Linked DNA regions of Sus scrofa: region 2 is linked to region 1. The links are chromatin contacts, called in public HiChIP or PLAC-seq maps. All regions are on one chromosome and are shown on one strand. The core of a region is the stretch at or near the end of the contact, and the rest is flanking DNA. Distances in the headings are between cores, read along the strand shown. Region 1 has its middle 19 kb from the start of DLL1. Region 2 has its middle 130 kb from the start of ERMARD.

Evidence for each region. HiChIP or PLAC-seq counts read pairs in DNA pulled down with a chosen protein or histone mark.
Region 2: an H3K27ac HiChIP or PLAC-seq map of skeletal muscle shows a contact between it and region 1. The contact joins two enhancer-like sites. A contact is called at or near these places in 2 of 2 datasets of contacts at active chromatin or transcription factors (alveolar macrophages and skeletal muscle).

Annotation. Positions count from the first base shown.
Region 1 is chr1:216,447-219,221 of Sscrofa11.1, forward strand. No RefSeq gene overlaps it. Among named protein-coding and RNA genes, the nearest start is that of DLL1, 19 kb to the left of the region's middle. Within about 2 kb of position 1,350, at least 7 of the 83 cell types and tissues checked have an H3K27ac peak or open chromatin away from gene starts, as enhancers often do. A contact at or near this core is called in skeletal muscle, where this site is marked.
Region 2 is chr1:405,886-408,877 of Sscrofa11.1, forward strand. No RefSeq gene overlaps it. Among named protein-coding and RNA genes, the nearest start is that of ERMARD, 130 kb to the right of the region's middle. Within about 2 kb of position 1,351, at least 8 of the 83 cell types and tissues checked have an H3K27ac peak or open chromatin away from gene starts, as enhancers often do. A contact at or near this core is called in skeletal muscle, where this site is marked.

The sequences.
Region 1 (2,775 bases), core at 100-2,599:
GATAGAGTGAGGTGGCGTTTGGATAATTTCTCCCCTCAGCACTGCGGTTCAAATGGCCAGATCCCACTGACGGACCTGTGTTGCAAACCCCCTTTGGAACTCGTGCTGCTAACGTCCTGTGTTGTGCTCAGCATTGCCAGGTGAAAACAGAATAGTCGGGAGTGGGACGCTAACAATTTCATGGAGATCTAACTGGGTTGTCAGGTGTCCATGGCCGGAGGGAAGCAGTTTCAGAACGACAGTGACTGTCAGCATTTGGTCCCATAAGGACTGGAAGTGAAAGCGGCAGAAGCTGCTGCAGTGTCAGCACGAGCAGGAATCAGCGGCCCCCATGCCAGTCGCTTGAGATGACTCCACAGAGGGCAGTGTCCAAGGTGCCCTGCTATGCCCAGACGCCCTCCCAAGGCCAGCCGACCCCTCCTTGCCTCCCAAGCCACCAGTCTGCCATCAAGTGTCCACCCTGAAGCAGGGCCACTGCCCTGCATGGGCTTCCACCAAGTGATTTCACTGAGTCCTCATTCTCAAGGCCACACCACGAGCAGAGACAACAGAGAGCTTTCTGACCTTCCCCACTGCCACTTCCTGGGGCCGGGGCCGCATTTAAATATCTTTTCTAAAGGGCTCGGTCCACAGAGCCTTGGTACTTGTGAGAATCTTGGATTCTAAGCAGAAGGTGCAGTTTCCCCCCTGTCACCAGGCAGACGTGGGTTGGGACAGGGAGCGGGTCTGCCTGTCTCCATCCGCAGTGACTCTCCCCGCTCCCCGAAGGAGCCGATCCTCTGCTGACCCCTCTGCCCCTCTTCCCCGAGCCTCCAGGCGGGGTGGTGCCGAGCTCTGCACCCAGGGCCCAGGAGGCGCGGTACCCTATGGCGGTCGTGAGGCTCACGCCCCCTCCGAGCCTGGCCTCGCCGCAGAGAGCTTGCCGTCTGTAGGGTCCCGGTAACCCTGGAAGAGAGGAAGGAGAAGAAGGGAACTTCTCATCTCTCCTTGCGACACTGGGCTTTGTATTGCTTGCCAGAGGGGAGGGGTCACTGCTGGTCCTCTGTCCACCCATCCATTGGGTGTGCTGAGCTCGGAGCACATCTTCTCAGCAAGGTCTTCCTGCCCTTGAGTCCCGGGACTAGGTCTCCCGGAAACGATCGGAATTGACCTGGGACTTGACAGCCCTGACCCAGAGCTCGCTGGGGCTTGGTGCTGCGCTAGGCACTTTACAGCTGGAAAACCGGATACATGTTCAATCACCCGCAGCGCGTAAGGTGGCTGGGAGACCCTGTAGACGTGACTTGGAACCAAGGTGACGGCGGGGAGGCCGAGGCGTGGCAGGCATCCCAGGGTTTTCTGGGCTCTTCTCTCCATGACAGCCTCCGCCTCTGAAGGAGGTGGATCCACCTCGAAATGTGCCAAGTTCTGGGAAGTAGGCTCTGACCTCTTGCTTCACTTTCACTTTCTTGCTTGGGTCTCCTGAGGAAGTGAAAATTCCCAATTAGCATGTGACACTCATTCAGATCAGGGAGTTGGTGCATTTTCCCACAGAACTGGAGAGAAAGTGCCGCCTGCGGGGCGTCACTGCTCAGGTTGCCAGGGAGCCGGTGTCAGGGCAGCTCTGTCCTGGAAGCCGGACGACACATATCATGTGTGCGTCTCTCAGGTGGTGTCCTGCTCCTGCCCCCTGGGCCTCCAGCCCCGGGCTCTGAGGCCTCCTTGTGCCCCTGCCCACCTCCTGCACGTGTGGGTGCTCATCCGTGTGCGTTGAACAAATTATTGGCAGAAAGATGGAAATGGAAGAGACCCCTTCTTGGCTGTCCTTTCTAGACCCCAGAGTCCTACAGAAATAGAACCCAGCTAACGGTTCGGTGAAGGGTGTTAGGGGCGTGGATGACAGAAACTGACCCAGAGAGGGCAAACAGAAGAGGCCCCCAAACCTGCAACACATTGCTTCCTGTGGCCACAGGACTCTGCCTCTGTGACCCATCAGCGACCTTAGGATGGGAGTTTGTTGGTTTACTGGCTGGCCCAGTGCAATCTAAATCCTAAGAAGGGAAGAGCAGGGTAGCGGCCAAGGAGATGTGACGATGGAAGTGGAGGTTTGGAAGATGGAGGCAGGAAGACGGGGGGGCCAGGAGCCAAGCCATGTGCTGGCCTCTGGGAGCCCAAAGAGGCAGGAAAAGAGTTCTGCCCTGGAGGTCCCAGGGGCATCAGCTCTGCTGAGGCTCAGATTTCGCATGTGGGACTTCTGCCCTTCAAAACTGTAAGAAGATACATTTGTTGCTTTGAGCCACCAAGTTTGTGGCCATTTGTTACAGCAGCAAGAAGAAGCTGGTCCCTGGTTTGTCTCCTCAGGAGGGAACGAGGACAGACGGAGAGGGGTGAACACGGCTCCAGCTGGCTCTGGCCTCACCAGCAGCCAAGGTCCGGGTCGGGTCCCCTGTCTCCTCACCCCAGACCTCCTACAGGAGTGAAGAGTCCAGATAAGTTGCCCCTCAGTCCTTGCTGAAACAGGCACGTGCAGTGTCTGGGGAGCAGAGTGGAGGGTGGGGACCCACACAGGGTGAGGGTGCTGGCGGGGGGCGACGGCTCCTGCAGGCTGGGGGAGGCTGGCTCTGCTCGAGACGCACCTCACAGGTCCTTTGTCTCAGCAGCAGTTGGGCGCCGTCAACTGTGCTCCAGAACCCAGAGGGTTTCTGCACTGAAAATGCTCCGTTCTTTCTGAAACGCCCCGAGAACCTTAATGATGGGAACAAATAACAGGTGCCGGGAGCAGCTGCTACTGATTCA
Region 2 (2,992 bases), core at 101-2,600, 190 kb after region 1:
TTCGCTGCCCGGCAGGGGGGGTACCCCGAGCACTGACCAGAGCACCGGGCCTGAGGCCCAGATCAGTGCAGCAGACCGGCAGGATCGCCCGGCCGGAGGAGGGGCTCCTGCGACTGGATTTGGGGACCCCTGTGCCCAGGGGCGGCCCCTCCGCCTGAACAGCTCCTCGATGGCCGTTTTGAAAGTTCAGAGCCCGCCCCCTCGGGGGCCCGCTCTGTGCTTTTGTCTCTTTCCTTCATTCCGGGCTCTTGGGGGGGCAGGTGGGGTGCTCACCTGGGGCGGGGCCTTCCTGAGAGGCCAGACCAGCTCAGTAGCTTCCAAGGAGGGTGATTCTCAACAGGCCTGAGCCTGAACCCCTGAGAAACCAAGGTGCTGGGGGAGAGGATTCCATTCTTTGTTCAAAGAGTCGAATCACAGACCCTAAAATCTCAGGTGGGAAGGGTGCCCTGGAGCCGCGGGCACCTCTCCCAGCACCCATAGGCTGCGGGGGACCTCGGCTGGCCCTGCCCTCGCAGAGCTCCCTTTAACGTCTGAACCAAACCAAAGCCACAGTTCCCCACTGTGGCTGCCGCGGCCGCCCAGAGCCGCCACGGCCCAGGCTCTCTGGCTGCAGCTCTCGGCTGGTCAGGCAGGTCGCCCTCCTCAGCAAGGCCAGTGCCCAGGACCCCCGGTGGCGTGTCTGGTCTGTGGTAGGTTCTCAAGATCCATCGAAGCTCCTGGGTCTCCCAGGCTCCAGGGCTTATCCAGGAGCCACTGGGCAGGGCCCCTGGGGACCTCTGCTCTGAGCAGCCCCACGACTGGCCTTCCTCTCCCTCCCCGGCCCCCCTGCAGGAGCACAGCCGACCTCCTGGGCCTTGACCTCCCCACACCCGCCCCACCTGCCGAATCCCCACCTCGCCCCCCCAACCCTGGCTGCCCCAGACGGCCCTTTCTGACCCCGCCAGATATCTGTGGGTCACAGAGAGCCCCAGACCCCTGGCTTGAGGACCGAGCCCCCACCAGCCCCCTGCTTCCTGGGGCCCCAGGCTCAGCCCCACTGGTGCCTCCCCGAGTCTCAGGCGGCCGTGCCGCCTCCCCCAACTCCTTACTAAGGCCATGGACTTGGCGAGGTTCAGGGCCCGTCCACGGGGCAGAGCGGCCACTGTGGCTCCAGCAGACCCCGCTGGGTTTGCCCCATGGCCCTGCCCTGGGCCTCCTCAGGCAGCCCCGCACTGGCTCTCTGCTCCTGGGAGGCAGTGACAGTCACCTGATACCTCCCAATTAGCCGATTTCACAGAGGCCAGAACCATACGTGAAGGGGGTGACCGATGTCCTTCCCGCCAGATGCCCCCTTGCCAGACCGTCCCCGAGCTCCTTGGCCCCATGCCTCTCCGGGCCTGAGGCTGCTTCTGAAGGGAGGGCATCGCCTCAGGACCCAAACTCATTGGCGCCAGGCAGTGGCCGTCCGGGGCCTGGGCAGGACCAGCACTCAGGTCCCTCTGAGTTGGGGGGGGGGTGACCTGCGCTTCCCCAGTTTCCTGGGAAACATCCCCGTGTACCACAGCTTCCTGAGCCCCCCACCCAGCTGCTGCTCCCCTTCCCCCACCCAAGGGGGTTTCGGACTCCCCCACCCCCACCCAGCTCCCCCCCCCACCCCCCCGCCCCCAGGCCTCGCAGCTGCAGGCCTTTGATCTAAATCCCCAGCCCTGGACGCAGCCGCCACTTGCAACAGCTTCCTGCCGGTTTCGTGTTCCCAGGCGGCCGGTCCCTGTGTCCGCCACTCCCTCCGGGGCGCCGGGGGCCCTTGAGTGACGACAACACATGGGCCTTCGCCTGCCTTCCAGCCTCCGACCTCAGGGAGTCCTGACCCCTCCCTCCCTCCGGCTGAGGCTTCCACTGCAGTTCACCAGCTGTCGTCCCCGCCTGGCCCCCCACTGGCCACTCACTTTCAAAGGCCTGGTGTCCTCCCGTCTCCTGGGGCAGAGCAGGCCTGGCTGCCCCGCTCTGAGGCGGTCCAGGGCAAAGGCAGGGCGCCACCCAGGCGGGGCTCAGCTCCAGGCCACCCCAGGCCTGCTCGGCACTTGGTGATGGCCTGTGGCCTGGGGACTACGCCGCGTTTAAAGTGAAGGCAGACCTGCAGTGCCACCTGGAAGAGCGATGCTGCCCCTGCCTGCGGCACCCTCCGCCCGATCTTAGAGACACAGGTTCTGCCCCCGCCCAGGACTCAGCCCCCAGCAGGTCCGCGAGGGTGACCCGCCTGCAGCCTCTGCCCGTGGCGCATGGAGATGCGGCCTGGACTGCTCTGCCAGTCAGTACAGAGCATGGGGGGGCATGGGGGGCGTGCTGGGGGCAGCGATCAGCAGCCCAGCCTGCTGGTGCTCAAAGGCCCAAGACCCAAGGGTGACTACCGCTCAGCGTGACCCTTCCACACAGCGTGGAACATGGACCCAAGTTGCCAGAGTTTTCCTGCAAGAACTCCAGGTGCCCGTCCGCACAGGTCAGTGATTCGAATCAGAAACTACACCTCAGGCTACACCAACTGTGTCCAGGCAAGGGGAAGGTGGCTTCTGGCCCAGCCACGGCCTGCGTGCTACTCCTAGGAAATGCGCCCCAGGAACCGAATATGCTGGAGAAACACCAGGAGGCCTGTGTGGGGTTCAACACGTGGCTTCCGCATGGAGCACACACCGTGACACTGCTGGCGAGAAGGTGGTCTCGGGCCGTCCCAGGCTTCCACGGCGGCAGCTCCATGATATTCAGTCTCGATGGTGGAGGCGTCAGAAGACTTGGGGCGAGGCTGGGGGCCAGCAGGGCCGTGTCCAGGAGGTCTGATGCCAGCAGGCAGAGGGGCGCGCAGCATCTCAGCGTCTTGGGGAGGCCCCAGGAGCCGGACACAGGACCTGGCCCTGGAGACGCAGCGGCACCCAGCAAGCTGAGCTGAGGTCACAGGGGCAGCACGGCAGCTGCAGTTCCTGCTCGGACCGCCCACCCTTGGGCCCCTTCCACCAAAAAA